6 separate regions of the Mus musculus genome follow, and regions 2, 3, 4, 5 and 6 are each linked to region 1. The links are chromatin contacts, called in public HiChIP or PLAC-seq, Micro-C and promoter capture Hi-C maps. All regions are on one chromosome and are shown on one strand. The core of a region is the stretch at or near the end of the contact, and the rest is flanking DNA. Distances in the headings are between cores, read along the strand shown. Region 1 holds the start of Fmc1 (formation of mitochondrial complex V assembly factor 1). Region 2 holds the start of Mkrn1 (makorin, ring finger protein, 1). Region 3 holds the start of Slc37a3 (solute carrier family 37 (glycerol-3-phosphate transporter), member 3). Region 4 holds the start of Trim24 (tripartite motif-containing 24). Region 5 holds the start of Parp12 (poly (ADP-ribose) polymerase family, member 12). Region 6 overlaps Tbxas1 (thromboxane A synthase 1, platelet).

The links. Hi-C and Micro-C count contacts between places; a contact is called where the count stands out from the background. HiChIP or PLAC-seq counts read pairs in DNA pulled down with a chosen protein or histone mark. Capture Hi-C pulls out chosen DNA fragments and counts their contacts.
Region 2: a contact with region 1 is called in a promoter capture Hi-C map of adipose tissue, with 2.1 times the contacts expected there. The contact joins the promoter of Mkrn1 here to the promoter of Fmc1 in region 1. A contact is called at or near these places in 4 of 39 promoter capture datasets (erythroid cells, hippocampal neurons, liver and 1 more), 1 of 115 datasets of contacts at active chromatin or transcription factors (embryonic stem cells) and 2 of 9 other capture datasets (adipose tissue and liver).
Region 3: an H3K27ac HiChIP or PLAC-seq map of embryonic stem cells shows a contact between it and region 1, with 3 times the contacts expected there. The contact joins the promoter of Slc37a3 here to the promoter of Fmc1 in region 1. A contact is called at or near these places in 3 of 115 datasets of contacts at active chromatin or transcription factors (embryonic stem cells, memory CD8 T cells and pancreatic cancer cells) and 2 of 9 other capture datasets (adipose tissue and liver).
Region 4: a Micro-C map of embryonic stem cells shows a contact between it and region 1, with 14 times the contacts expected there. The contact joins the promoter of Trim24 here to the promoter of Fmc1 in region 1. A contact is called at or near these places in 5 of 39 promoter capture datasets (the 3T3-L1 cell line, 3T3-L1-derived adipocytes, liver and 1 more), 2 of 484 Hi-C or Micro-C datasets (embryonic stem cells and muscle stem cells) and 2 of 115 datasets of contacts at active chromatin or transcription factors (extraembryonic endoderm stem cells and pancreatic cancer cells).
Region 5: a contact with region 1 is called in an H3K27ac HiChIP or PLAC-seq map of bone marrow-derived dendritic cells, with 7 times the contacts expected there. The contact joins the promoter of Parp12 here to the promoter of Fmc1 in region 1. A contact is called at or near these places in 6 of 39 promoter capture datasets (3T3-L1-derived adipocytes, the HPC-7 cell line, hippocampal neurons and 3 more), 4 of 115 datasets of contacts at active chromatin or transcription factors (bone marrow-derived dendritic cells, bone marrow-derived macrophages, fetal liver and 1 more) and 3 of 9 other capture datasets (adipose tissue, macrophages and pancreatic islet).
Region 6: an H3K4me3 HiChIP or PLAC-seq map of bone marrow-derived macrophages shows a contact between it and region 1, with 6 times the contacts expected there. The contact joins the enhancer-like site here to the promoter of Fmc1 in region 1. A contact is called at or near these places in 3 of 39 promoter capture datasets (the 3T3-L1 cell line, 3T3-L1-derived adipocytes and liver), 1 of 484 Hi-C or Micro-C datasets (the G1E-ER4 cell line) and 1 of 115 datasets of contacts at active chromatin or transcription factors (bone marrow-derived macrophages).

Annotation. Positions count from the first base shown.
Region 1 is chr6:38,532,416-38,537,473 of GRCm38.p6, forward strand. Fmc1 (formation of mitochondrial complex V assembly factor 1) reads left to right here and starts at 2,446. Exons shown (of 2, transcript NM_025363.3): 1 at 2,446-2,595. The coding sequence starts at 2,458. It overlaps n-TRcct1 (a tRNA gene), which reads left to right and starts at 1,516; the gene lies at 1,516-1,588.
Region 2 is chr6:39,417,401-39,422,458 of GRCm38.p6, forward strand. It overlaps Mkrn1 (makorin, ring finger protein, 1), which reads right to left and starts at 2,969. Exons shown (of 8, transcript NM_018810.2): 1 at 2,699-2,969. The coding sequence starts at 2,883. It overlaps Gm10244 (predicted gene 10244), which reads left to right and starts at 2,978. Exons shown (of 2, transcript NR_152168.1): 1 at 2,978-3,252; 2 at 3,340-3,894. It overlaps Gm25402 (a small nucleolar RNA gene), which reads right to left and starts at 5,019; the gene lies at 4,889-5,019.
Region 3 is chr6:39,374,922-39,379,979 of GRCm38.p6, forward strand. Slc37a3 (solute carrier family 37 (glycerol-3-phosphate transporter), member 3) reads right to left here and starts at 2,786. Exons shown (of 15, transcript NM_028123.3): 1 at 2,698-2,786.
Region 4 is chr6:37,867,745-37,872,802 of GRCm38.p6, forward strand. It overlaps Trim24 (tripartite motif-containing 24), which reads left to right and starts at 3,067. Exons shown (of 19, transcript NM_145076.4): 1 at 3,067-3,730. The coding sequence starts at 3,367.
Region 5 is chr6:39,116,099-39,121,156 of GRCm38.p6, forward strand. Parp12 (poly (ADP-ribose) polymerase family, member 12) reads right to left here and starts at 2,251. Exons shown (of 12, transcript NM_172893.3): 1 at 1,709-2,251. The coding sequence starts at 2,061. It overlaps 4930599N23Rik (RIKEN cDNA 4930599N23 gene), which reads left to right and starts at 2,375. Exons shown (of 4, transcript NR_045813.1): 1 at 2,375-2,722.
Region 6 is chr6:39,074,720-39,079,777 of GRCm38.p6, forward strand. The region is part of intron 10 of Tbxas1 (thromboxane A synthase 1, platelet); the gene reads left to right. Among named protein-coding and RNA genes, the nearest start is that of 1700025N23Rik, 9.7 kb to the left of the region's middle. Within about 2 kb of position 1,997, at least 4 of the 459 cell types and tissues checked have an H3K27ac peak or open chromatin away from gene starts, as enhancers often do. A contact at or near this core is called in bone marrow-derived macrophages, where this site is marked.

The DNA.
Region 1 (5,058 bases), core at 1,196-3,695:
AAAAGGAAAGGGGGGAGGAGGGGAGAGAGGAAGAAGGGATGAGGGGGGCTGGGGACATGTAGGAGGGAAGAGGAACAGAGAATAGATGGAGAGGGGGAGGGGGGGTGGGAGAGAGAAGATGGGGAGGGGACAAGAGAGAGGGAAGCTGGGGAGGGAGAGGGGGTTGAGGGTAATGTGTGATCTCGATGTGAAGAGGTTGGAAGGAGAAACCCCGTTTAGTTAGTGTGACTTCATCATGCAGGGGTAGCTCCCGATAACTTAGAGTTCGTTAGCTTGGGGCTGGTACCCAGGAGCAGCTGCTAGGGAAGAGAGACATAGTTGCGGATGAGTTTGGTCTAGGTTCTAACACAAGGGAGTAACTTTTTTTTTTTTTTTAATGTAATTTGCGACAGGGTCTCACGGAGGCTTCCAATTTACAGAGATCCTTCTTCCTCCTAAGCATGCCACTACGAATGACAAAGCTAACTGTAACCTTGTCATAGAGAGCCTAAAGGGCCTAGAACAGCTTCTAACATACACCGAGCAAGTCAAAAGACCCAGAGAGTAAATAGGAATACTAAGGCGATATGCAGGCTGTTGGGACTGAGGAAAGAGGCTAGCTCAGATATCTGAGCAGAGGGGAACAAGAAGCGGCCGGAGCTAGACGAAGGTTAACATATAAAAAGCTAATGAGGTAGGGTCTACAAGGGCAACCTTAAATAGACTGAACTGCTTCTTAGAAAATAAAGAGCCACTGACACCTCAAAAAGAGGTTTTATGACAGGGCGGTGATGGCGCAAGCCTTTAATCCCCGCACTCGGGAGGCAGCCTGGTCTACAGAGCGAGTTCCCGGACCTCCAGGACTACACGGAGAAACCCGGTCTCACTCCTCACCCCCTCCTCCCAAAGTGGTTTTGTCTACGGTATACAATTAGGAACAAACCTAAATTCTAATTATCCCTAATTTCTACTATAGTAGGCACTAATTTCGCACCGTCTTATACTTATAGCCCACTTGAAAATTCGAAAACTGAACCCCATTCTAATACATCCTTGGCTGCGGAAATGGCCTCAGCGCTGTAACCGGAAACAGAAACTGACCACTACCTAAACGCCACCTAACGACCAGCTAAGAGCGAAGACAAACCCTGAAAGTAGCCCAATCGGAAGGGGCTTGGCTTTTCCTGTTACAATCTGACAAAGAATAGGACCAGAGGGAGGCTCGAGGAACTGGTTTCCGCAGCCCGTTTGGCTCTGACGTCTCCCGGGCCCACTTTTGCGCAGGCGCAGAGCTACTACGCACAGAAACACGAACACGTAAGCAAAAGCGGGAGCCCGTTCGGCTTCGTGGCATCCACTGTTTGCAGGGTGAAGCGGTTGACTCTTGGCATCTAAACTACATTTCCCAGCAGGCATCCGTTTCACACTGAGGCTGAGTTTGGTTCTCTGTGATAGGGTAAAAACAATAAATTTAAGTGATGACGTACGAAACAGGAAATAACTTGATTATGGTGTTTGAGGACATCAGTAGAAGAAGCCCCAGTGGCCTAATGGATAAGGCATTGGCCTCCTAAGCCAGGGATTGTGGGTTCGAGTCCCATCTGGGGTGGTTCGTTTTTTTTTTTTATCTATTTTAACATCATCTAATTAGATGATTATTGCGAGTCAAACTTACTGTTTATTTTATGTATTTAGAGACAAGGTCTCTCTACCTAGTTCTGGCTGGGTTAGAACAAACTGCAGACCATAATGGTCTATGAGCTGTGAGATCCGCCTGCTTCTGCAGGCAGTGAAGGCGTGTGCCACAACGCCCGGCCATCTTGTTTTAAAACTAGAGAACTGCGGGGAAAAACAATCAAACAAAAAAAACAAAACGAAAAAAAAAAAAGCCAGGCGTGATGGCGCACGCCTTTAATCCCAGCACTCGGGAGGCAGAGGCAGGCGGATTTCGAGGCCAGCCTGGTCTACAGAGTGAGTTCCAGGACAGCCAGGGCTATACCGAGAATCCATGTCTCGAAAAACAACAATAAACAAACAGAAAAACAAAACAAAACTAGAGAACTGGATGTGAGGCTTTACTAGTAAAGGGGCTGCAGTTTGCCATACCAGGGTATGAGTTCATTTTCTTCTCCTAGGCTGCGGGGACCATAAAGTTGGAGGTCGGTACGTTTAATTTTGACATCCCTGGTAGAAACAGTAAGATCTTTTTGGCGTGACCTATGTCCAGACATCCACATACTCTCCTGCCAGACACCTTTCCTCAGAGACTCGGCGGCCATCAGCTTACGGCAGTCCAAAGGGACGCAGTCAGAAGGGCCGAGAGGATTCGGCACCTTCCCTTGCTCTCCTGGTCCCCTGAGGTGCCTGTCACTCGCGTTTCCCTCCAAGGGTGGTCGGTAGAGGGCGCTGTGGGGCGGAGTGGGCGGGGGAACACCTCGCCCGAGGCAGTGAGGGACCAGGCTCTCCAAGGACAGAAAAATGGCGGCCCTGGGGTCCCCGGCGCGCACTCTGCGGGGCCTTCTGAGGGAGCTGCGCTACCTGAACGCGGCCACCGGGCGGCCATATCGCGACACAGCGGCCTACCGGTACCTCGTTAAGGCTTTCCGAGCACATCGGGTACGGCATCCGCGGCTGGGTGGGCTCCAGGTCGCGGGAGGGCGGATGAGGGGGCGGTCTGCGCAGGTGATAGAGGGTCTCAGGACAAACGTGTCTGAGTCACCCTGTCCTCCACCTGCGGGTCTCACCACAGACTCCAGCCCTTCGGCTAACCTGCGGTCTGAAATCCCCTACTGGCCCAGAAGCCGCGTGGGGCGCACCTTCCTAGGGACTTCGTATCTGCCACCCACCGGGGTGGAGCTGTCTCTGACGATTTCATTGGTTTGTCTGGTGCATGGGGTGTGGAATGGAGTAAGGAGCGGGCGTTGTGTGAAGTGGGTCCTAGGGGTCGTAAGACTTAAAGGCGTAAGGGTACAAGCATCCCCTCTCCTCATCCTTTCTACATTAAAGTTTTAATAGGAAGCAGTGTTTTTGTGATTTGACGGGTGTGTGTGTGTGTGTGTGTGTAGGTGTGTGTGCGCGCGCCTGCTCGCGCGCGTGCTTTTGCTTGCTTGCGTGTTGGTGGGGAATGAAGATACAGAATTTCAGCATTACTCTGGCTGACCTGGAATTTGCTGTTTAGACCAGATTGACCTTGAACTCACATCTGATTGCCCTTTTCTCCTGAGTGTGGGGATTAAAGGCATGGGCCAGGCAAATGCAATTTTTAAGGCAATTTAGTGGGGAATATTCAAGAGTTGAAGAGTGGTACTGTTTTATTTAGTACTAGCCTTTCACCACTGAGGAAAGCAATATCTTATATTCTATGGAGATGTCACATCTTTAGCCTTCTGCATGACAGGATACATGACATGTTTTACTGGTGTAACAAACATAAACATACAGAATGCTATCCTTGGGAAGTGCCATTGTGAAATCCACAGTTCATATTCCTCTTAGAAAGGAATGGAAGATGGTTAATTTTCCAAATGTGGTAATGCTCAATTCTCTGCCTTTTGGACAAGATCAAATACAAACACTAAGGCTCGGGGACAGTCACCTGCCCAGTTCTGCTTGATCAAGCATGGCTACAATTTAGGGGAATGGAAACTTAAGTTCTTGAGCAATTATCTTAACTACAGAATTTGAGCATTGCAAAACTTTAGAACTAAAATTCACTTATCTTTTAAAAAGTTATGTTAGGTACTGTGTATTAAGAACTAGGGCCAAATATCAAGAATAAGATGTGGCAGGTGTTGGTGGAACATGTCCTTTAATCCTAACAATTGGGAGGCAGAGGCAGGTGGATTTCTGAGTTTGAGGCCAGTCTGGTCTACATAGGGAGTTCCAGGACAGTCAAGACTATATAGAGTATCCTTGACTCTGAGAAAAAACAAACAAACAAAAAACAAACCCAAAAGATATACATGTAAGAAGCTACAGTCTCCCTGAAGAGCCATAAAATAAGATCATGTTTAGCATAAATAAGTGCTAAGGGTATAGATAACCAGGGGACAGTGGTATGAAGAAGAGGTGCTTCAGAAAGTCTAGTAGGCTATAATTAGGCATCTGGAATTGGCAAGTGAATAGAGGTTAGGAAAAGTAAGGGTACAGGGAAAGAAAACATAACTAAAAATTTAAAGAAAGCATAATTAAGGCAAACCCAACAGTTTCAAAGAGGGGAAGATAAGTAGGTAGGTATATATGACTGCTATTGTACCTTATAGAGGTAACATTATTGTCCTTGAAGGTACTTTGTAGTAAAGGTTTTGAAGTTCCTCACAAAAAGAATTTGGGAGGTAATGGTAGTCATATCTCAGACTTTGAGCCCAGCCTAGTCTAGAGTTGAATTCCAGGACAGCCAGAGCTCCATAGTGAAACCCTATCTAGAAAACAAAACAAAACAAAACAAAATAGTAACAACAAAAGAAATTCCTCAGGAAAATACCATAAATTCATGCTCAGAATTCTAGGGCTGGGCCAGGCATGGCGATCCACACTGTTGATCCCTGAAGCATAGGTGGGCAGACACCTGAATTCAAGGCCAACCAGAGCTACCCTGTCTCAAGAAACTAACAAAACCAACCAGACAAAACAACAAAAACGACCCCTCAAGACACCAAGACTGATTGTGAGAGGCAGCACAACAGTACTTGTTTAGCAAGCCTGAGGCCCTGGGTTCTACCTCCAGGACTGGGGAGAAAGAGAAAATTTGAGAAACCGTCTTCTACTGAAGGCACATAAGAATGTGGGGGATGCTTTTTCATTTTCTGGCTCAGGGCTAAAAAATTTCTGTGCTCATCTTTTCCACTCCTTAGGGAGAAAAGATGCAACCAGGGACATCTCTTTTTTCCCCTACTTTTATCTTTTAATAAATATATTTATATATCTTTGTGGGGGAGCATGCGTGCCAAACATGGGGGTCAGAAGACAAAGGAGAGTCTGGTTTCTTTTTCTACTGTGTGGGTTTCAGGGATTAAACTCTGAGCATCATCAGGTCTGGCTGGCAGCAAGTGTCCTTACCCACTGAGCTGTCACAGCAAC
Region 2 (5,058 bases), core at 1,719-4,218, 890 kb after region 1:
CCAGGCTAGCTAAAACTCAAGATTCTACTGTCTTAGCCTCCCTAAGCCAGAATACCCAAAGATATTTTGTGTTTGTATACATGAGCAGGTGTTTTCCTCTACTGTTTTAGAGCCAGGCTCTTTGACTGAACCTTCAGCTCACGGTGCGGGCTCTTACAAGGAAACCAGAATTCAGAACCTCATGCTGAAGCAGGACACTAACTACCTCTTCTCTCTGGGCCATGTAGATCCACAGCCTTCAAAAAAAAAAAATATATATATATATATGTATATATATATATATATATATATATATATTAGACTTAAACATAGTGGCCCACAAACTACTGCTCCAGGTAAGAGCTAGAAAACTCCATTAATTCAATGAACCTTAGGGATCAGGGCTTGGCCTGAATTTGTAATTCAGCATTTAAAACCAAGGTCCTCCCTGGCCATGAAGGAAGCTCAAGTTCACCGTGTGTTAAGTGAAACCCAAGTTTATTTTTTAAAGACCCCAAACTGGGCATTGTGGTGGAGGCCTTTAATTTCAGCAATGGGCAGGTAGAGGCAGATAGAATCTGAGATAGAGCCAGCCTCGTCTACAGAGTGAGTTCCAGGACAGCCAAAGCCACACTACACAGAGAAAACCTGTCACAACAAAGAGGGAAAAAAAAGTAAAACCTAAAAAGCCCCTCAGTGGAGGCTAGAATAGTCAGTCAGTCTGCTGAGGAACTAAAAAGAGGAAACAGGGAAAAGCAAGCGGAAGGCAGGGGATCGGCAAAGTTTCCCTCATCCAGCAAGCCCTCCCTCCCTCCCTCCCTCCCTGTGGGGGACATCTAGAGATGTCTATAATCTCAGCACTAGAGAGAGACAGGAGTGAAGGATCAACAAGTCCCAAGCCATTCCCAGTTATATTAGCCTCTGCATCTCACACATTCTCCTCAGAAGAATAAAGAAAAAGGGGTGGCGGCAAGACATCTTTGTTGATACAAAGAAGGCTGGGTTTGATTCCTAGAACCCACATAAAAATGAAAGACACTAAAATTATCCTTTCAATTTTAGTACACTTCTCCACAGATGCTGGGGAACCAACTGCCCCAACCATACCCACAAATCATAAAAAAATTAAGGGAAAATGTTAACCGGACAGTAGCGGTTCACCCCTTTAATCCCAGCACTCAGAGACCTGTGAGTTCCAGGCCAAGCTGATCTACAGGGCTAGTCCCAGGACAGCTAAGGCTACATAAAGAAACACTGTCTTAGGAAGGAAGAGGGAGTAAGGGAGGGAAAAGGAAAGAAGAAATGTTGAAGCAGAAATGTATAAAGTTGCAAGCATCTGACAGGATGATAATGAAATCAGTTATGAAATGTTATTTGGTAATGGGTATTTAGAACTAGACTAGAGAAAGATAGTAGATGAAAGAAAAAAAAAAATCAAGGATTTAAATTTTCAATATCAGCCCGGGTGGAAACACTATCCTTAGTACTAGGAGGGCAAAGGCTGGAGGAGGGAAGTTCAAGGCCAGCCTGGTCAATGCAACAGTGTTAGGACAACCAGGCTGCAAAGCTGGACCTTGCCTCAAAAAAAAAAAAAAAAGAACAGACTGAGGGGAAAGCTTTAATCTGACGTTATTAAATGTGTTACAGGAAAGACTGGAAGATTCTTCAGTTTGGGAGTTAATATCAACACCGAGTTGTTCATTAGGAATTGCCTTTAGCATTTGCGGTTAATAAACTGTCCTTGCCGGGTTTAAAGTGGCATTTCCTTTTAATTTTCTTAGCCGATAGAAAAGCGTATATAGTCCTTCCTGGTAGTTAAAATCTATATACTCGGGCGTGGTATCATCTCACCCCTGCACTCCCGCACTAGAGAGGCAAAAACAAGAGGATTGCCGAAAATTCTAGGGCAGTCAGACTATATAGGTCAACCGGGGCCACACAGTAGGACTGTCTCAATAAGCCCCCTCCCATCGTTAATACAAACAATCCTTCCTCCAACGTTTATAGCTGGGGAATTATTTTTTAACATACGTACTGTATAACTGTCACCTGATCATACATTTTCCCAATAATTTCGTCTCGCTTACCAAACAAGAACCAAACCTCTCTGGTCGGATCTCCTTTCTCGCAAAGAAGAACGCCTCTCAAAGGGACAGTAATAATAATGGCAGTTCATAAAACCAAGGGTGGAAGAGCCTAACGCCGGCTCCGAACGCTCGGTTCGGAGACAAAGCTCGGAACCGCCGACCACCGACTTACATACAAAGGCATACAAAAGCGGCTGCTCCCGGCGGGGCGGGGGTGAGCGGCGCAGAGAGCAGAAAAGACGTTACAAACGGATAGCCCGGCTCGGAGCCCCGGGGCCGGCCGAGCTCGCCGGGACCCTTGGAGGGTCTCAGGGCGCACCGAGGGTCGTTAGAGCCCGATTCGCATCGGCGAGCTCGCGCCGCATCCCCGAACCTGTAGCGATGGAGGCCAGGGCGGGGACACCGGTCCTCTCCGCACGCACCGGGGCGCCGCTGAGCGAGGCGAGGTGACGGGACCGCCCTGCAGTCCGAGCCCGCAGTCTGAAACCCGCAGCGATGCCGCGGCCAACCTCTGCGGAGGCTGACGCAGCGATGCTGTACGGACAGCCGCAGCGGGGACCCCGCGACGCCCGCCTCCGCCTCTTGCTCGGCCCCGCAGCCCCCGCCCTCCGCCGCGCCACGCAACGTCCTACCTGCAGGTGACCTGTTTCGTCCAGCCGCCGCCGCTGCCGTCGCTGCCGCCGCCCCCTCCTCCCGCCCCCGGGGACGGGGCAGCGACTGTGGGGATAGAGGTGAGGGAGGCCGCTGCCACCGCCGCCGCTGCCGCTCCTGCTCCTGATGTTGTGGCTGTTGTTCCGGGAGCCGCAGCCTCCGCCATTACTGTTTATCCCACACAGCAATGGCCCCGGAACTTCCGGGATCACATAGTTCCGGTCCGGCTGAGAAGGAGAAGACAGCGAAGGGAGGGGAGGGGAGGGAGGCTGAGGAGCCCGAGAGCTCTGCGCCAGTCCCGCGCCGTGTCACCGCGTCTCCGAGCGCTCAGGTCTCAGGAACTGCGGGCTCCGCAGGGCACCCGCGGCCCTCCTCCGGCGACGCTGATTGGTGATGGCTTAGGCTCCGCCCTAAAGGGGCGTGATCACACGCTTAGCCAGGTGTGCTAGGATGGTCCTGGTCCTAGCCATCCTAGCCATCAAAGGACCACATGCAAGGACCAACTTCTGCCTATGGCTGGTGGCGCACGTACAAGGTGGGGGAAGGCCTGGGGCTGTGTCTGCTCTTTATCTAGAGTGAGATCCCAACCTATTGTGTTGGGATCTGTTTCTTTCTCTCACAGGAACTGTCAGAATCCCTGCTGATGGAAGTGCCCAGGTGGGCCTGGCGGCAGACATCTTGGAATCCCACCAATGTGAAGACTTGAGTATCACAATGGCTGCAAGTTCGAGACCAGCCCAAGCTAAATAGATCCTGTCAAAGTAATAACAGTAATGTTGTAAATGAATTATGTGTGGTAGCCTGTTTGTAATACCAGCTCTTGGGAAGCTAAAGGAAAAAAGTGTTTGGTTTTATACCTGACCAGGAACTGAGGTGCATATTTTACATATCAAAGCAGACTTGACCTCCGGACTTCCCTAGCGTCCTTTTAGTCCCTATCTGGCATTCCCTGCCCCCAACCTTGAACTTTCCAGCCCAGGAGCTAGGCTGCCCTTCACCCCAGAGGCTCCTCCCTATATTTCTAGACATTTTCTCTGTCTCCTCTCTGCCTGCATGCCCTTTCTTTTTTTCTCTCTCCCTTCCTTATCCCATCCTTACCCCCGTGGCGACTCCTGAGGCCAGTGAACTAGCCTGCCTGAGAGAGCTTCCCAATAAACCTGCCTTTAATAGACTCGAATCTAGTGTGAATTGGCTCATTTCACCAACATCAGAGAAATAACCTATCAAAAAGGGTCACAGGCTTGAGGCCAGCCTGGGCTACACTGCAAGAATCTGTCAGTAAGCAGACAGCCTTCAAGGACATGCTCCCAAGTACTGGCTCCCAGCTAACTATGCCCATTCCCCTAGAGTTTCCACCATCAGGTTATATGAATCCACTGATGAGGGCAGTGCCAATCATTTCTCCAAAACTGTGTCTAAGCATAAATCACTGGAGTCCAAGACACATCACATGAACTTCTGAGGAACATTTTAGATCCAAAGTTCTCTCTCCCTCCTCAATAAAGTAAACCTGGCTGGACTTCAATGAACAGAGATCTGCCTCCCAAATATTGAATCCTGGGGTTTAAAGACTTCACCACTGTCCCCCTTTATTTTATTTTACTTTTAATCTTTAAGATTTGTTGCACAGCTGTTGGGGAGGTAGCACAAATGTTAGCAACAAATTCAATGGAAAAGTTCTTGTCACTATAGTCATTCACAGGGACAGGTCTTAGCCCTCTAAAGTGTTGGTGTCAAGACTTCATATGCTGGAGTCTCCCACATCTGAGCCAATTACCAAGCAAAGGAAAAGATATGTTCTGAGTGGGCAGTGTATCCAGTTTCAAGTTGTGTTGTGGTCTTACTGTCCACTCCCTGGTACTCTAGTGTCCACAGACACCTGGGAGGCAAAGAGGAGACATAAAGCAGCTTTCTGCCTGCCGCACAGGCTTCTAGAGGCCTCTCTACTGCAGCAGCCAAGGAAGGCAGGAAAAACTGTTCCACCGGAGGATGCAACTGGGGCTCGTGGAGACTTGCAAAACTAGGCCAGAATAAAACCCCTGAATGCAGAGCCCTGCTCCCACCTCCCTTCCAGGAGCCTTTGAGGCTATAGAACAGCACTGGCAGAGAGTATTCTGTGAGCCTGGGGTCAGCAGGCAGGAGGCCAAGAGGCTGGGCTGGAGAAGATGTGTTCTTCGAAAGCACCAAGGTTTCACAAGGACAGGAGTTGACCTTCCAAACACAGGAAAAGGCTTTCGCTTCCTATCCCTGCTGTATCAATGACCAGGGCATAAGCAATCCACAATCAACTTGGAATACAGGCACCCCCTTCATTTTTTTTTAAATCAATTCAAAAGTTTAT
Region 3 (5,058 bases), core at 1,536-4,035, 840 kb after region 1:
AGTGAGACCCTTTCTTAGATAGACAGACAGACAGAATGTTCCATTAACAGGATACTGTGTCACACTGACCCACCTGGAAGTAAGAAGACTGTTTGAGGGCTGGCGAGATGGCTCAGCGGGTAAGAGCACCGACTGCTCTTCAGAAGGTCCTGAGTTCAAATCCCAGCAACCACATGGTGGCTCACAACCACTCGAAATGAGATCTGATGCCCTCTTCTGGTGTGTCTGAAGACAACTACAGTGTACTTACATAAGAAGAAGAAGATGACGACGACTGTTTGAGCACCCAAATAGAGAGAGCACTTGCCTGCATACAAATGTAAAAGCCCTGGGTTCAAGTCCCAGTACAAATAAATAAATTCTATTCCCCATTTCTGTTTCTTTAACGATTTGCATGTTTATTGTTCATCTATAAACCCCATTTTAAAAACCAGTGGCTTTCTCTGTTCTAAGTCCACAGTGTCCCCAGAGCTCTTGGACAGAGGGAAAAAAAAACCTTTGTCAATGATTTATTTAGTTGAATGCCTATAAGGCACCAGGAAACTGATAGGTACTTTGCAAATATAGTCATAGTCAGCTCTCTGCATATTTTTCAGATGTGTAAATGGAAAAGAGAAAACACCTCAGGCTTTGTAAAACCTGATAATTAGAATTACCTCTTGAATTACAGCTTAATCTCTCTGGTATGTAGTTTGGGATGGGAAAAGTCCAACTTATAAACAAATGTGGCTCCCTAACATCCTCAAATGTACAGAGCTGGCAATCATCTGGCTCCCAAGGGTCTGATTTTTACATGTACGAAGTAAAAGGATAACCTGTACTCAGAGTGCTGGTCTGTAGGCAAGCACTTGACCGCTGGGTGAGTCTGGCCCTTTCACAGTTCTGCATACGCTGGCTATCACTTGTGTGCCAACCAACGCTCACACATACACAGTATCTTTCTGATCTCTCATCATCTAACTAGAAGCTATTCACTGATACCAGATACATCTTTTCTCTTTCCAAGACTCGAGTCTTCCCAGGTGTATACTCCTATAATCCCAGCAGGGAGATTCCAAATGTGAGAGAATATGAGGCCAGCCTAGATTACAGAGCTGCAAAGCACACATTCATTTGAGAGCCTGCTTTAAAAGCATGGTCTAGCCGGGCAGTGGTAGTGCATGCCTTTAAGCCCAGCACTTGGGAAGCAGAGGCAGGTGGATTTCTGAATTCGAGACCAGCCTGGTCTACAGAGTTTCAGGACAGCCAGAGCTATATAGAGAAACCCTGTCTCAAAAACAAAACAAAACAACAAAAAACGCATGGTCTAGTTCAGTGGTAGAGTGCTTGACCAGCACCCATGGCACCTGACTACCAACCCTAGCACTCCAGAGACAGGAAGATTAGAAGGTCAAGGACATCTTCAGTTACACAGGGAGATGGTGATTACCTGGACTATTCGACACTTGTCCGTGCACTTGCTCGCTCTCTCTCTCTCTCTCTCTCTCTCTCTCTCTCACACACACACACACACACACACACACACACTTTTTCTTAAAACTGCCGCATTACCACAGATGTTAAGGACTTAGCTAGCTGTTTCAGGGTTCCTAAAACCACATCCATTTATACCAGGGTTCCTAAGGCCAACTTCTCCCTATTTTCTTTCAAAGACAACTACTTTCTCCTCTGCCCTTCAGACAAAGCCCTAATCGTGCCAGTTATCACTGCAACAACAGCATGTCATCCTCACTTGAGGACCAGGCACTCATCCAAAACCTTAAACAATGAGCACTGAACTGCTCCTGAAAAACAGAGAACTCTGACACTAAAGGTCAAGTCCATTTACTTCACTTCTTTCCTCACTTAAGGATTAAATGAAAGGATTTACTGTGTGTTTAGGGCAGACTCTGTTTTACTTACAAGGAACATCTGGCAAGTGGCAAAAGAATAATTCAACTACCACAGTAGTCGAGGTGTTCTCTTCATCAGTGATTGTTTCGTAAACAGAAATGTGAGTGAAGACATCAAGCAATGGCTAAAGAGGCTCGCCCTGGCAACTAGGTATCCTCTAAACATTTCAGTAAAATATCACGGCATCGCTTAACATATTGCAGAAAATGTTAAAAGTGGACACATCCCCATTGTCTTATCAAAATTAAGAACAGGCCACACTCTACAAATAAGAACAACCAAAGTCTGACATTCGAATAAGAAGCAGAGCCGAATTCCCTGAGGTCGTGGCAGTTACTCGAAAACAAACCCCTAGTTTTTCCACGAAGTCAATTCTCCCTCTGACCTCCGTGCATCCTATCCAAACGCCTCCCACCCTACCTGAAACGTGGCCCTCCTCTTGCTAAACCATGAACCCTTTCCTTGGGTTTCATTTTCTTCCGTTCAAACGTCCCATGAGCCAAGATCGGTGGGCCGAGGGGAACAAGTACCCCCTACCCGGGAGGTCTGCGTGGGCTGGGCTGGGCCACCTTCCCTCTCTGGTGTCTGGTGTCCTCCTCCCTCTGCGGTGCACACAGCCTCGGGACTGCACAGCGGCAGCACCAGGAGCTCCGGTGGGGTCCCGGTGGGGGTCTGGTGGGGGCCAGCTGCCAGCGGCGCCCGAGCCGCCACACCCACCAGCTGTCCGCGCTTCCCACGCCCGAAGCCCACCGCGCGCCCAACCCGGCCAGGACCCCAAGCACCCGAGCGCACGCAGGCTCGCACCTGAGACCCGCCGAAGAACCCGCTCCGCTAGACTCCGCTCCCGCCGCCCCCGCCGCCACCTCACCCAGCGGGATGTGGCCAGAGCTTCCGGACGCTCACGTGACCTCGGGGACAGGTGCATGCCGGGAGCTGTAGTCCGCCAGTGCCGCTTTACCTGCGAGCTGTAAAGTCCACTGGTTGGGTTTAACTGAGCTCCTGCAGGAAGGGACTAGGTCCAGAAATGTTAGCGGAGAAAAGCAACGAGTGAGAGATATCATTTGAGAAGAACCGATAGGCTGACCATTTTTTCAAGAGGAGGCGTTATTCTGTTTTAGACTCTTGTTTAATTAAATGCAGTTGTCCATATAGGTAGGAATAGTCATTCACCTGTTTGTATTCACAGCTCTGCACCCCATTGCCATTGCACCAAAATAAATAGTTCGTATTAAGATCCCCAGCAGCGTAGCTGGAAAGATGATTAAATACATACATATGTACGTACATACATACATCTGTGCATTTTTTTTTTTAAAAAAGATTTATTTATTTATTATATGTAAGTACACTGTAGCTGTCTTCAGACACTCCAGAAGAGGGCGTCAGATCTTGTTACAGATGGTTGTGAGCCACCATGTGGTTGCTGGGATTTGAACTCTGGACTTCGGAAGAGCAGTCGGGTGCTCTTACCACTGAGCCATCTCACCAGCCCACATCTGTGCATTTTTAAAAATGGAACTGTAGAGGGCTGGTGAGATGGCTCAGTGGGTAAGAACTGCTCTTCTGAAGGTCCGAAGTTCAAATCCCAGCAACCACATGGTGGCTCACACCATCAGTAATGAGATCTGACTCCCTCTTCTGGAGTGTCTGAAGACAGCTACAGTGTAATTACATATAATAAAAATAAATAAATCATTTTTTAAAAAATGGAACTGGAGAGACGGCTCAGCAGTTAAGAGCAGTGACTGCCCATCTAGGAGACTTAGATTTGGTTCCATGGTGACTCACACTCTAGTTCCAGAGGACCTGACACCCTCATCTGGCCTCCGTGAACATGACACACACAGAGACATACAAAAACACATAAATAAAAATAGAAAGGGGGAGAGGAAGACGTGGAGGAGGAGAAAGAGGAGAGAAGGAAGATTCCCGTGCTACCACCCAGTTTCCTCTTTCAGGGCATCCAAGGCCAGGTAGTAAGAACGCTTCCACCCGGCGCACGCCTTTAGTCCCAGCACTCGGGAGGCAGAGGCAGTCGGATTTCTGAGTTCGAGGCCAGCCTGGTCTACAAAAGGCACTCCTGGACCTGGGTTCATTTCACAGTTAATCTTATGTCTTCGGTGACATCCACCAAACTCTTCTTGACTTACAGACCAGCTTTTAGCTAAACTTTACTAAAACCCTGAAGGGTTTTGGTTAGGAAAACTGAAGCCACAGCAATAGACCCAAGATCCCCCAGCAGAGGAGACGCTGGAGTAATGAGCTAATGCAGAAAGTCTTAGGGTCACCTAAAAGTAACTCAGCAGCCCCAAACACAGTTTATTATTTGTTTGTTTTACAGCTTAGGTGCACACCGTAAGGGGGCGGGGGCTGGAGAGCTGGTTGCTCTTCCAGAGAACCTGAGTTAAATCCCCAGCACCTACATGGTACCTCACATCTGTCTATAACTCCAGGGGATCTGACCTCCTCCAGCACAGGGCATGCACGTGGTGCACAGACATATGTGCAAGCCAAATACCTTACACTGCAAAATAAAAGAAGAAACAAGTAGGGAGAGTCAGGTAAGGGAGGGACACACCCACCTAGGTTGCCAAGGAAGCGCCTGGGGTAGAAGAGGATGTGGGCAAAAAGCAAAACCTAGTAAGTAGATTTCCAGATTGTATGCGGTTCAGCCTTCCTCTTGTGGATTTAAAGGGAAGTTGAAGAGGAGATGACGGTGCTGGGGGTGTTTCAGAGATTAAGAGCAGCTGCTGTTCTAAAAACCTGAGCTCAGTCCCCAGCACCCAGACCAGGCAGCTCACAACCTGCCATAACTCTAGTTCCAAGCAATCCTATGCCTTTTCCTGGTCTCCTTGGGCACCCGAACGTATGGCAGGCACACATAGATTAACACACTCATTCACATAAGTAAGGATTAATTAATTGATTGAAAAAAAATAAAAATGAAGTAGAAAGGCCTCGGATGGGTCTTTGATTTCCACCTCTAGGTGCTCTCCCAGTGTGTGATGCGGGCTGGGTCTGAGACAGTTGCCTTAAACAGCGATCAAAAACAAAACAAGAAACCGTTTGCAGCTCCCCTCTCTGACACTGACGTTGCAAGTCTTCGTTTCCTGCCCCAGCCCACACATTTGCGGTGTATCTTGACCTACAACCAGTTTCCAAGTT
Region 4 (5,058 bases), core at 1,817-4,316, 660 kb before region 1:
TTCCAAAAGCATAGCAGGCAAGGTGCTGGGTCAAACATGTAGATACTACATGGTTGTCATGCTATATTGTTGGGGAATGTTAATAAATGTTCTTTTAGATTATACTTTTCTTTTTTAATTGTGTATGTGTGTATGTGCATGTATGCATGCATGAGCATGGGAAGGCCAGAAGAGGGAGGTGGATCCCTTGGCTCTGGAGTTATAGGCGGCTATGAGCCTTTATATGTGTGCTAGAAACTGAACTTGGGTCCTCTGAAAGAGCTGCAAACACTCAGCTGCTGAACCATCTCTCCAAACCCCAAGATGCCTCTGTGTGTGTGTGTTATGTGTTTGTGTGTGTGTGTGTGTGTGTGTGTGCATACAATAATTTTGGTCCAAGATAGAATCCTCAAATACACAAAATATGTTACAAATGCAGGTGTAGTAAGAATTCTGAAATTTTGGTTTCTTTTTAAAAAACACAGAAATGTACAAGCATGTGCCTTTGTTCGAATCCCAGCTGTAGGATGTGGTGCTGCAGTTGACCATGACTTGGTTTTGGCAACTGCAGATAATTTCTGTGATTGTGTGATGTTTGGAATTCTGAGAACTTTTCAGAGGATACATAAACTTTAGGGCCCCTGCAAGGTGGAGTTGATGGTTGTTGGTCATTTAGTGAAGTTGGCTGCTGTTTGTTAGTAGCCATGGTCAAAGAAGAAACAAAAGGAAAGGAATTAGTTTCAGGGATTTTCCTAATTCCTCTCTCCCCTCTATCCTTGTTTCTCTCCTACCTAGTGTTAAGGGGGTGAAAATTGGGAAGAGGGAAAGGTTAGGAGAAAGAACCCACAAAGTAGCAAAGACTAGCTATAGGCTGGGAGGGTGGTCTGTACAAAATTATCAGCCATTGAAGATCACTAAGTAGCAGAAACTGATACTGGAAACCTATTAGCCTTACCTTTGTTTCATAAAGTTGTTATGAATACCTTGTTAAATTCTGCTACTGTAACAACCCCACTTACTTTCCTCCATTTGGAAACCTACCTCTGACCTATAAAAACCTTGTCTTTCTCATGTTCAAGGCTGATGATCTCTTGAACCCCACCTTAGGGGGAGGCAGACTATGTACATAGGTTTTTAACTTTTTGCTTTAATTGCTTGCTTGGTTGCTTTAATAAATGTGGCCACGATGGATTATTCAGGTTCCTGGTCTTTCTCCTCAAGTCTTTGGGAATTACAGAGCACATGGACTTTATTCATGTGTATTCAAAAGCTTGTCTCCTCTCACAGTATTCTTCAACCTCTATGAGGTTTTACCCAGCTTTTTGTTGTTTAGAGAGTGTTTCTCTGTGTAGCTCTGGCTGTCCTGGCTCTGTAGAGCAGGCTGGCCTGGAATTCAGAGATCTGCCTGCCTCTGCCTCTCAAAGGCTGGAATTAAAGGTATGTGCCACTGAGCTTGGCTTTTTACGCAGCTTTTGGCTGAAAATGTAATTTTTATTATTCTTATTAAAGGTCCATTAAAGGAAAAATGTTGCCTACTAATCATAACCCAATGAAATCTACCTTTGAGGTAGAGTCACGCCATTGTCTCCTTCTGTAAACCTTAATCCAGCTGAGTCTGCCCATCACCTGGATAAGGGACCATCCCTTAGAAAGGCAGGTTCACCTTCAGCCACGCTAAAGACACAGAGGAATAATCTCTTTAATAAACAGTGTTCTTCCCCCAAATTCCTGGCCCATAGTGCAGTAGTTCCAGATTCCCCACGAGATTCTCCAGGATTTCTGTCTATTCTGTCTCAGAAACTCCCAACCTTCTCTTTGTCTTCTCTTTTCTTTTGGGTGTTAGCCTAATACACAGTCTCTGATAGTTTCGGCTTCCTTACTCTTTCTCTAAAGCTCCCCTCCATGTGGCTGCTGTAACCATGTGGCTGTTTAACACAAATGGCATGGCATCTCTTCCACTTCTCCATCTTCCTCTGGGCAGCTGCTGAGATTTACAGCTTGCCTGCATTGGTTTTTTTCTTTCTTTTCTTTTAAACTCTAATAAAATTTCCTCCAGCTTCTTTTGAGGCTCTTCTTAAATTCTTTTATTAATGAGACTAAGAACCTCAAGAGGGGACTCTGATTTCCCTAGTAACAGGTGGCACTTCCCATGGGACTCCCCAGAATTTCCGGTAACAAGCACGGGAGAAGGAAGACATGAAATATAATACTGAAACTCTAAAACCAGAATTGAGGTCCCCCCCCCCCCTTTTGAGACAGGCTTTTACACTGACTAAAACCTAGAATAACTTTGAATTTGTAGTGATTTTCCTGCCTTTGCCTCTGGAGTATTAGTATAGGTGTGTGCTACCACGTCTGCCTTTTTTTTTTTTTTAAGAGTTTAATATTCAGGTACTATGGACACTTGCAGATCATTTATTTAGTCCTCAAAAAAATTAACTGCTTTTATTCATTTAAGAAGCAAAATTAATTTCACCCTTTTCCATTGAGGTCTTTTAAAGTTCCGACAAATTTGTAATTTCTCCCCCTTTACATCATTCTCATTAATTCATCACAGAGATAAATTCAGGCCACAAAAAGAGTAAAGCTGCCTGCACACTCCCCCTTTCACACAATGTGGGCTCATACAACCCGGTTTTGGGTCTCTTCTCGTTTGCACGTAACTTACTTCTTCATCCTCCCGTGGCCCTCCCACGATCTTACTCCTTTACCCATTTAAGTCTCCAGTAGTAAAAGCAGTTTTCCAAGCAGTTTCTTAATTAATCAGGCTGGGTAGACTGGGCAGAGCCCCCGCCCCTTGGGCGGGGCCATAGCGGCGGGCGGAACCCGATGCCTGCTCTGGCTCCTTAACAAATGATTCCTTTACAATCTACAGAAGAGAGACACACACACAGCGAGCCAATCAGCGGCCGCGGTCCTCGCGTCCGGCGGGGCTAGCCCCGCCCACTCCCAACCTCCCGCGGGGGCCGTCCGAGCCTCGCGGGCTTCTGCAGACCCCGCCCCCTGGGCAGGCGCGGCGGTCATTGGATGGCGCTCGGCTCGCAGTCGCCGCGGTTGCTGGGAGAGGGAGGTGGGGGCGGGGCCCGCGGTGGTCCAAGGGGCCCGAGAGAAAGGCTGCTAGGCACGGGCGGGCGCGCTGGGCGGAATCGAGCGTCTCGGTGGCGGTTTGCCTATCGGCCCGCGCGGCGGCGTCGCGGTGCGGGAACCGGTCCCCGTTGACAGCTCCGCGTCTTCCGGCCGCGCCACTCGGGAGGTGGCTTCCTCCCTGTGCTCCCTCCGCGAGTCCGTTCGGCCTCGGAGAAGCGGGAGGCGGCGGCGGCTGCGGAGGTCGTCGGGGGCGGCGGGCGGTGAGCGCGCTCCCGCTTCCCCGGCGGCGGCCGCAGGACAATGGAGGTGGCTGTGGAGAAGGCGGCGGCGGCAGCGGCTCCGGCCGGAGGCCCCGCAGCGGCGGCGCCGAGCGGGGAGAATGAGGCCGAGAGCCGGCAGGGCCCGGACTCGGAGAGCGGCGGCGAGGCGTCCCGGCTCAACCTGTTGGACACTTGCGCCGTGTGCCACCAGAACATCCAGAGCCGGGTGCCCAAGCTGCTGCCCTGCCTGCACTCGTTCTGCCAGCGCTGTTTGCCCGCGCCGCAGCGCTATCTCATGCTGACGGCGCCCGCGCTGGGCTCGGCAGAGACCCCTCCACCCGCTCCCGCCCCCGCCCCCGCCCCGGGCTCCCCGGCCGGTGGTCCTTCGCCATTCGCCACCCAAGGTGAGAGGGGCCCGCGAGGTGGCGGGCGCGACCCGCTGTCACGCGGCTGGGGAGGGGGTGAAATGGGCCCGCGCCGGCTGAGCGACTCGGCGGTCCCTCACTTTTGCAGAGCTCTGACGGTTGTGGCGAGTTAGCTGCTCTCTGCTCCTCCGCAAAGCTTTGTCCGGGTGCATATGATCTGGATCAGCTCGTGTACACCCGGGTTATGCGAGCCGGAGGGGGGAGGAAGGGATGGAGATGAAGTGATGGGGATTTTCTTTGATGATTGATTGCAGATTGGCTGCCGTCTGTTTCGAATCTTGTGCGTTCCGGGCTTTTTACCTTAATGAGTTCCCTCTCTGTCCCCTCCGTAGGGGACAAAGGAACCGGGATAAGTTGTTTTGTTGTCTGCTGCTTTCGGAGATTTTATTTCGAGCGATTCGATAAACGATAGAAAGTAAATAGACTTCCAAAGTGTTTTGTATGCCGTAGTTGGAAGTTACTTTCTCTTTTGTGGTGTTATTGGGTAATTAGTTTTTGACAGGTAGTTTCCTTTGCTTATGTTACCAGGTTTAAATCGTTGAAAGTGATTTGAAGTGCAGTAATTATTTCTGGGAGAACACTTGAAGTTTTTAACTTTTAATATTGCAAATATTTGGGCAAATTGACGTCTTTAAAATGCGAAGTAACTGAGGAAGGGAAATCTTTTTTCTCTTGCTTCTTGGGTTTTGTGTGTGTGTGTGTGTGTGTGTGTATGTTTTGTTTGGCTTATGTAGCAGCCCAGAATTGTCCACAGCTAGCAATCTTCCTGCCTCAGCTTCTTCAGAGTAAAGATAACAGGCATGAGCCATTGCACCTGCTAGCCAGACACTTTTAACATCTCTTTTAAAGGGAATAACTGTTTTAAGTTAATTTGTTAAGTAATTATATTTATTAGGTCAGGATGCAATTGCTGGCTTGGATTGTTGAATTAGATGCATTTAGTTTTTTCTTACAACAGTCTTTAAATACAGGAAACTATTTTCCATGGGTCTCTATTGTTGCAGGAAGCCCACCAGAGGTACACCACTCAGTCTATAGCTAAATGAAAGTATTCCAGCCAGCTGGATTACAATCGGGTATCTAGAATGCAAATGTAATCCAGTGGTTTTCAACCTGTGGGTCCAGACCCCTTGAGAGGGTGGAATGAACCTTTCACAGGGGTCGCATATCAGATATCTTGCATACTAGATATTTACATTTTGATTCATAACGGTAGCAAAATTACCATTATGATGTACCGAAGAAGATAATTTTATGGTTGGGGGCCACCACAACATAAGGAAGTGTGTATTGAAAGGTGGCAGCAC
Region 5 (5,058 bases), core at 1,001-3,500, 580 kb after region 1:
AGCCACATCTTCAGGGGTTAGGAAAAAGATGACAAAATGAGATGAGAAGAAGGGAAGCTAAGTTCGTGCTGCCAAAGCCAAGTATACAAATAACTGCAATAATAGCAACATAACCTTAGCGAGCATTTACTATGCAACAGAGATTGCCTCAACAAACCTGTGAAGTAAGTAATCTTATCATCACTGAGGGGCCAGAGTCAGCCAGAACGCTACTTTCCCAGGGTTACTAGGCAGCAAAGAGCAGAGGTGGACTGAAACAACTAACTAGCTCACAGACCACGCTCTTGATAGGCAAGCACACTGCCTCCTGAGCACAGGTCTGGAAGTCAGGGACTGAAGACATCTGTGACTGGGGCCACAGTATTTACCACCCAGCAGCTTCCAAATCAGTAGGTAAGGGTTTAGCCTTCCTTTTAAGTAAAGATCTCAAACCCTCTCTGGCTTTCAGTCCACAGTGGGAACAGAAACAAGAGTCACCATCTCTCCCACAGCCTCTCTTCACGCTGGCACACTCCCCTTTAATTTCCCCAAATCTCTCGCATACACCTCGTTTGGACAAGTTCTAATCTGTATTATTTCCGAATAAATAAGTCCTAAAGACCACATTTCTTAGACCATACCCCTTAGGTAGGGGTAGGAGACAGGTTCAGGTAAATGGGATATTTATCACTTTTAGACCTGACCCACACAAACTTCCCACCAGACTTCCTACCAGGGAGACCTTCAGCCCCCAGAACTTGATACTTAGAACTGTCTCAAAAGTGTTGAGGGTGCAGCTGTACCCAGTCTGGATCCCTGATTGACTACACAGGTCAAGGTTACTAACCCAACGTGACTATTAACCTGACATCATAAAAAGTGATGTCTACTGTTACAGCAAAAGGAAGCAGGGAGGGAAGAAACTAATCCTTCTAGATAACTGGACTAGATTCGAAGCATGAAGTCTCCAACATCCTCTCCTAACCCAGCATCCCCGAATCATTACCCAAGACATCTTCCTAAAACACAAACCTCACAGCTGACATTCAACAGGCCTTATCACCTTTAAGGTGAGGCCCAAATTCTTCAGTATAAACAGATTTCACTAATCACCTTGCAGGTGCAAGCAGAGAGCAGCCCAGACTAATAAGGACATAAAGTGTGTTGTGGAAGAGTTAGAGAAAGCTCAAAAAAGCGAAAAATCTTTCAGCTCCTGCCCGAGGCGCTAAAAAAGCAAACCAGGAAGGGCATTCCAGACAGGGCTCTGCCACCTAAATGAAACAAAGTGGGGGGTGGGGGGTGGGGGTGTAGAAAGGCACCCAGGAAGGTCTGTGGCTAGAGGAGAGCGGAACTCTCTATGGATCTTGAAATTCTGAATTTCGGCTTGTAAACAGACAAACAGAAGTTGAGTGGCACTTCCAAAGCCTCCTTACAGCTGGGACAGCAAGCCTTGCTGCCTGCTCCTCAAAGCAGCCCTGAGGACCAGCTTCCCTCCTGGGGGCCATACTGCCATGCTCAGGTGTCCCTCTTGGCACCACATTCTATCTGTGCTAGTCCACCATACACTGCCAGTCACTAAGTAGGTGATCAATAAACGTTCTTGAGAGTGAAGGACAGGCGAGGCTGAGGAACTGTCACCTAGCGGTCTGCCCCAATCACGGGACGAGGGTGGAGGTCCGAGAGTGGAGGGCCAGGAGCATCCGCCCAAGCCCACCGTTGGCGTCCTTACCCGGTCTTCAGGAACTTGCAGTTGCCGTAGATGAGAAACTTGCAGAGATGCAGCTGCGCGCAGAGCCCGGTGCAGCCCGGCTTGGGGCCCTGATGCGCGCGGCACAGACGCAGCGACGACACGGCCAGCACCAAGCGCTCCGAGGCTGCCGCCGCGGCCTCCCGGCCCGCGCCCACGGCCACGACCGCCCGCGAGGCCACCACGAAGCGCCCGCAGTCCCGCAGCAGCCGCTCCAGCGCGTCGGTCCCCAGGCTGGTTCGCAAGCGGCGCCGCAGCTCCGCCAACTCCAAGGCGCCCCCCGCCGCGCACAGCAGCTGGGTCACCTCTGCCACTGCCACCGCGGCCTGGGCCATGGCCGTCGGACTGAGGCTTAGCACGGACGGCGGCGCCTTTCACGGGCCGGGCCCCACTGTTTCGCTGGAAGGAAACGAAACCGAAAGCGGGCTCCGGCCGGGAAAACAGGAGCCGTGGGGCCTTGCCACGCCCTCGGGCCGCAGCTGAGGAGCCGGCGCCCTTGTCTTAGGGCCGCCAGCTGGGGACCGCGCGGCTCGACGGCGGCCCGCGCTCGCTTGCGCGCGCACTGGGCGACCCGGCGTGCCTCGAGGCGTCGCGCGGCCGGAGATGCGGGGCGCGGGTCCTCACGGGGCCGGACTCCCGCGTCTGAGGGAGTCGTGGCCGCTCCCTTCGAGGCAGCAGCGTCCTGTGAGGCGAGTGGCGCGTTCAGCTAGGCCCGAGGGACGCCGCGGGGGGTTCAGTCAGCAACCTCGATCTCGGAAAAGCCGAGCGAAGTTTCCAGACGGCGCCGGCCGGTTGCGGCCGGTTGGTGCGTCGGCCGGCGCGCTCAGGGGGGCTCAGAAGTCGCCCGAGCCAAAGCGGGCTTTAGCAGGCGGGCCTCGGAAGCGGGGACGACGGACCCGGTCCCACCGCACCCCGGAACAAACGGAAACAGTCGCTCCGAATTGCCAGACACTCCGCTTTTGTAGCGGATCCCGCATTTCCAGAAGGAAAGCGTAGGTACGTCCTTTAAAGGGGGCCGATCCTCCCTCCCTCGCCCCTTCTGAGTAAAGGTGATGCACCTAGTTCGATTCCTCACCGGAAAGAACTCTCCTGTGTGTTACCCTGGGAGTTAAACGTTCTCGGGGTAAGTAAACGGGGGTGTGTGGGGGTATACCTATTAAAATACGACTTTTGGCACCCCCATTCCTTCCTCCAGGAGTCTCCCGGGAATAAAAGCGTTAGTAAGTCATGTTCACAGGAGAGGACGGAGTACTGGAAACAGTAAGACGGTGATTCAGACAACAAGAGTTTAACAAGCATGTTAATTCTCTGGGTTTGACCTAGAAGGACATTAGTATGTTGTGAGAAAAGATTGTAATCAAGTAGTATTCCATGGGGCTGATCGGAGGTTAAGCGGCCGCACTGCTCTGGAAGAGGACCTCGGCCGGGTTCCCAGCACCCACATAGCAGCTCACAACTGCCTGTAACCCTGGTTCCAGGAGGGATCTGACACCCTCTTCTGGACGCTTCAGACACCAGGCACGACAGGTGTGAAGGCGCCTTTAATCCCGGCACTTGGGAGGCAGAGGCAGGCAATCTCTGAGTTCTAGTCCAGTCTGGATTTGAAAGTGTACACAGTAGGATGTTTTTGAGTGAGCATGAAGCAAACCCAACACTTTGGTCACAGTGGAGTGTGGGAGGTACTAGGAAAGTGGAAAAAGGAAAGGTGAAGGCTGAAAATTGGGAGGTGAGTGCTTAGAAAATTAATTTAAAATGAATAAAATTTTATTCTAAGTATAAAATACTACAGAAAAGAGCAACTGAGGGTATAGCCCCTGGGCTCAATCCTTAGGAAGGTGTGTGCTGGGGGGGGGGGGGAGTATTACTACAAAAATGTAATAAAATGGGATTAGAGTAGACCAATTGGCAAACCCTGGAACCCAGTGAGAGATTCTGTCTCAAAATAAGGCGGGAACTGGAGAGATGGCTTAGCAGAGAAAAGTACCTGCTGTCCAAAGCCTGCCAGCCTGAGGTGGATCCCCAAAACCCAGGTAAAAGGGGATGGAGAGAGAAACACCCCACACCCCCAAAATTGTCCTCTGACCTTCACATGTGTGCTGTGGCACACACATACATATACATAAATAAACTTAAAAAAAAAAAGGCGGAAAGCTCCTGAGAAATGACATCCTACCACACACACACCACAAAAAAAAAGACAGCAGGCTGGGCCAGAAACTCAGTGGTAGACTGTATAAACATACAACACATACAACACTAGGCTCAATTTCCCAGCAGCAACCCTTCTCAAAAAAGAAAAAAAAAATGAGTATAAAGACTAGATTTTGGGGGCTCAGCAGTTAAGAGCACTGACTGCTTTTCCAGAGGTCATGAGTTGTGGAGAACTTTCGGGCCACTTGGCAGGACATTGGCCAAGGACAAGGAGATGGGCTTCAGACAGGAATCTGACATTGGGCCATTACAAGGAAGTAAACTCAGGCAGGAATCTAATTTTAGGCTAGAACAGGGAAGTAGGCTTCAGGCATGAATATGACTTTGGACCAGGCAGTGGTGGCGCACGCCTTTAATCCCAGCACTTGGGAATCCCAGCACTTGGGAGGCAGAGGCAGGCGGATTTCTGAGTTCGAGGCCAACCTGGTCTACAGAGTTGAGTTCCAGGACAGTCAGGGAGAAACCCTGTTTCCACCCCACACCGCAGATGAATCTGACTTTGGGTTAGGATGGGGAAGTAGGCTCCGATATCTTGGTCCTCCTGATCAGCCCTTAGGAATGGTGATCACGGGACTGTGTTTACTGCCTTGCTTGCTCCTTGACTATTTGTGTTTATTGTACTGCCTGACCTTACTACTTGCATGTAAATAAAATGGTATAAAATCTGATTGGGAAAAAATAAACCTGCCTCAGAACTGGCTTGGGTCATGCTACAATGTTGTCTAATTGTCTTTTTTCTTTTTAATCCTCACTCCTGCCCTAGAAAACCTGTTGACCGACTGAGCTGGCTTGGCTCAATTCTCAACAACCACATGGTGGCTCACAACGGTCTGTAATGGGATCTGCTGCCCTCTTCTGCTCTGTCTGAAGAGAGTGACAGTGTACTCATATACGTTAAATAAATAAATAAATCTTAAAAAAATTAAAACTAGATTGTTAACAAGGACAAATGAGAATGGATTAGAGGTGAGGTGGAGGGCAATTCATTTTCTTGGACTATTTTCCATGGTTTTGATATTTTGATAAATATTTTTATTTAGTTTAGCCATTTAACTGTTTACTTGTACTTTTGATATTGCTTTGCAGTAATACCTTATTATTTTCATTCTTGGATGTCAAAC
Region 6 (5,058 bases), core at 747-3,246, 540 kb after region 1:
ACCAGGTACTGGGCATTGCAACCACCACCAGCTTGGGCACACGTAGCTCCATGGCCTTCCCTAAATTCCTTAGAGGAAATATAATTATCAGACAAAGTGCAATGACAGATTGGTTTTGCTCCTGAAAGGAATTACGAGTAACTATGGGCTCCTCTGTTTAGTTTGTTTAATCTCTCTGTTTTGGAGGTTTCTTTGCTCCTATAGCTGCTCCACAGGCACACCCAGCCTTACCAACCCCTGGCTACCCCATGCACAGTGGTGCAGCATGGCCGCCACAGCTGCTGCTGTGCACAGGGCTGGGAATGAATGTACAGCGTGAACACTTTCTTTTCCCGTGGTTTTTTAAGAAAGCATGTTGACTTTCACATGCCAGTGTGGCTTACCTCCACAGGCATCACAGACATGACCACTGTCAGTTGTTCCTAAGCCTTATGCAGCAGAGCTCAGCACAGTTTCATGAGTCAGACAGGAGACCCAGCATCACCTAGGAGGGCAGGCCCTATTTCCCAGTTTGCAGAGGATCCTTGTTGGTCCTAGTGGAGTTTAGGAAGGGCAGAAAGGTGGGGTTACTATGGCATGGTCATGTGTTTTCTGGAACTGAAGTTGGGAATTTCATATTCCATGTACTAGCTGAGTTTGAAGTTCTGGGTTTTTGGAGTCAGCTCCAAGCCTCATTTGGATGGTGTCAGAGGCTTTGAATCTAGACAAGGTCTCTAGCCTGGCTTCTTACTGTTTCTGAGACATCCAAAACAGAAAGATTAAACAGAGGAGCCCACAGTTACTCGTAATTCCTTTCATGAGCAAAACCAAAAATATCATTGTACTTTGTCTGATAATTATATTTCCACTTAGGAATTTAGGGATGTTTAAGCCTATCACTTGACATAAGCAGCAGAAGATTCTCTTTAACATATGTGTGTATGTGTGGGGATGCACTGTGCAGGTGCGCATGCACACATGTGGAAGTGGCCAGACAATCACAGCTGTCATCCTCAGGAAGGCCACCCATCACCTTTGAGACAAGGTCTCTTTGGCCTGAACTTCATCAGTTAGGTAAGACTGCTGGCTGGTGATTCCCAGTGACACTGTCTCTGTTTCCCCAGCAGTGGGATTACACACCTACCACACATCCCGCATCTACCTCAGGTGTGTGTGCTAGCAAGGCATGCAGTTACCAACTGAGCCACTGCCCCAAACACGGGATTATTTAAATTTTATAGTAACTGCAAAATAATATGCTTCTACTTAAAAACCAAAACAAACCCTAAACAATAGGAAGGAGTTAAAGAAAATGGACTTCCAGCCCTGCTCAGTGACATCCCTCGAAAGAGACCATGGCAGTTTAGGCGTTGAGTTGGCCAGTTTTCTATTGCAAGCACAAACACCTGAAATAGACAGCTTTAAGGAGGAAGGATTTATACTGGCTGGTGGTTCCAGGACTTTTCATCCAAAGTTAGTTTGCTTCATTGCACTCAAGCCTGTGGCAAGACAGAAACTCCCCAGTGGAAGGGCATTGGGGTGAAAGGGCTGCTTCCTTCATTAAAGCCAAGAAACAGAAAAGGGGGAGAGAAAAACAGACAAGAGGGTAAGGGGAGAGGGCAAGATAAGAGGGAAAGGTAGAAAAGGGGGAAAGAGGATGGAGGAAAGAGGGGGGAAGAGAAGGGGAAGAGAAAGGGAGAGGGAGAGAGAAAAGAGGGAGAGGAATAAGAGGGAAAAATGAGGGTAGGGACAAGATAGATCCTTCTATGATAGGCCCAACCTGCATCCTCTGATTTGGCCCACTGCCTAGTTTCCAATGCCACTAAATTATGAATTCCATCAGTGGATCAATTCCCTGACAAGTTCAGAGCCCCCATGATCCAATGACTTGCCCCAAGACCTGCCTGTGAACAGTGCACTGGGAACCATTGCTTTAAACACATGACCCTTAGAGGGGACACTTCATGTTCAGACCATATATGGTATTCTTCTAGAAATGTTATGTCCACATGCAAATACATATAGTCTACTTCCTCAAAATAAAACATGCTTAGACAAAAGAAACAAACAGGCTGGGTGTCTACTACCAGATGAGGAAGATGCCTAGAGTCCAGCACAGTGGTTCTCAACCTGTGGGTCATGACCCCTTTGGGGGTTAAATGACCCTTTCATAGGGGTTACCTAAGACCACCAGAAAACACAGATATTTATATTATGATTCATAACAGTAATTAGAGTTATAAAGTAGGAATTAAAATAATTTTATGGTGGGGGTCACAACATGAGGACTGTATTAGAGGGTCACAGCATTAGGAAGGTTGAGAACCACTGCTCTAGGGTAATAGTTGACCAACAGTGAGTATCTTAGTTAGGGTTTTATTGCTGTGAAGAGACACCATAACCAAGACAACTCTTTTAAAAGGACATTTAATTGGGGGTGGCTTACAATTTTAGAGGTTCAGTCCATTATCATCATGTCAGCCTGCAGGCAGACATGGTGCTGGGGAAGGAGCTGAGAGCTCTACATCTTGATCTGAAGGCAGCCAGGAGGAGGCTGTCTTCCGTAAGCAGCAAGGAGGAGGGTATCTTACGAGTGGGCAGAGCTTGAGCACTAGAAGACCTCAAAGCCCACCTACACACAATGGCACACTTCCTCCCACAAGGCCATACCTCCTAATAGTGCCACTTCCCATGGGCCAAGTATATTCAAACCACCACACTGGGTATACTTATACTACAGAACTGCTCCCTTGAAAATGGTTCAAATGACAGTTTATGTTATATGTGTCTACTCTCAACAAAGTAGTAAGTCAACAAACCTTACCAAGACCAGTTCTAGCATTAGAATACTCCAGAGTTATCATAATAGCTAGTAGGACAAACACCCTTATTCTAGCCAGCCTTACATACTATTTTAAGTATTTAGAGTACAGACAGTTTTCCACTAACTCCAGGCCCTCTACTAGGGAAGTACAGAGGTGAGAAGGTATAGGAGCTGGGAACAGGCAGACAGGAGTAGTACACATCTCCTGATATCTTGGCCATGTAAGGGAACCAGGTCTTTTCTATACAGGGAAGGTGTCTCTGAGACCAACCTTTGACCCAGGGTGGCTTTCCTAATTTCTCATCTCCTGGTCCCCCCCCCCCACACCTCCCCAGTCCCCTGGTTTTGGTTGGTTGGTTTGAGAATCTGAGGGGTTTTTTTTTAAAGATTTATTTATTTTATGTATGTGCACTGTTGCTGTCTTCAGACACACCAAAAGAGGGCATCGGATCCAATTACAGATGGTCATGAGCCATCATGTAGTTGCTAGGAATTGAACTCAGGATGTCTGGAAGAGCAGTCAGTACTCTTAACCACTGAGCCATCTCTTCAGGACCTATTTCATTTTCTTAATCACGGCTTCATCAATGATCAGTGGCCCAGGAGGGACAAAAAAAAAAAAAAAAAAAAAAAAAAAAAAAAAAGCTGCCAATGTCCATGGGGTTGGATGCCCAAAACCTTTGAGGATCATGATGAGGACCATCTGGGGGAGGGAGGAGACAGAAGCCAGACAGCAGAGATGAACCACCAGATGCGAGGGAGAAAGATGAGGGGAAACTGAGGGTAACTGAGAGAGGCTTGACTCTGAATGACAGCATGAGAAAGTCAAGAATCCCCTGCACCCCCTCAGATACCTGCCCTTGAAAAGTACCTCTGCCCCCCAGTGCAAGGCACGCAGAGGGCCACCAGCCTCACTTTACCTGCAAATGAGCAATGTGTGAAGTGAGGAGGGTGAGGAAGGGTTTTCAATTACTGAGACAGGAAGGTGAAGTCTGAAAGAATCCCATAGGGTACCACAGCCCCAGCTGCAGTTGGAGAGAGAGAAGGTAGAAGAGGTGCTGCTGAAGAGAAGACAGTACCTGTAACTCCACCTCTGTCCAAAACAAGGCTTGATCCCATCCTTTAACATTATCTATAAACTCTAAGCAGAACTCAAAAGGGGCTGCCCTGGAGATTAAAAAGCTAAAGGTTACGTTTGCACCCTAAAGTAAGCAAAGAGCATCTGCAGCTCTCTACTTCTAGTTCCGCTTCCAGAAACTTATTTCTAGTCCCAAAGCAGAACAGTATAGTGAGAGCAGCTCAGGTTGGGGAGGTCAGGTACGGACATCACAGGATTTGAAGTCTAGGCTCCCGTGGTGGTGTGACTGGAGAAGAGGCTGGGATGCAGCGACTCCAGGTACGCACAGGGCTTGAAAGGATTCAATAGCTGAAATGTGTCTGCTCTGTCTCAAGCTTGGACAGATCAATCAGTTTTGTCTGTTACTGAAAGCAAGCAGTAGTTTAACTTCTGAGTGCTATGTGGCAGGATGCAGTCCTACCTTTGGCAAGAACTCGAAGGAAGAGACAAGGAGTTGTATTTGACCCGGGGTGGGGGTGGGGGTGGGGGTGTTTCCATGCTCGGGTCCAAGGGTGGAATCCTAAGTATCTTAGTTCGGGTTTTACTGCTGTGAACAGACACCATGACTAAGGCAAATCTTATAAGGACAACATTTAATTGGAGCTGGCTTGCAGGTTCAGAGGTTTAGTCCAGTATCATCAAGGCGGGAACATGGCAGCATCTAGGCAGGCATGGTGCAGAAGGAGTTGAGAGATCTACATCTTCATCTGAAGGCTGCTAGCAGAATACTGACTTCCAGGCAGCTAGGATGAGGGTCTTAAAGTCCACATCCACAGTGACACACCTACTCACAACAAAGCCACACTTACTCCAACAGGGTCACTGCTTCCAATAGTGTCACTCCCTGGACTGAGCATATATAAGCCATAACACTAAGGCTATAGAACTGTAGAGCCAGCCAGCTGTTAGGTTAGATGCCTGGCCCATGGCAATAAGGCAAAACTCCAGAGAACTATATTGGGTTTGCAATTTTAAGGAACGGAGTTCATGCACTCACAAGTGATGGTTGTTGTGAGAAGCTGTGGTAAGACAAGACACAGAACCCCAGGAACCAAGAACCGTCATCATAGACAGGCCAGGGAGGAGAGCCAGTAAAGGTGGCTCAGAAGAGCCAGCTCTTGTCCCACACAGTGGGCGG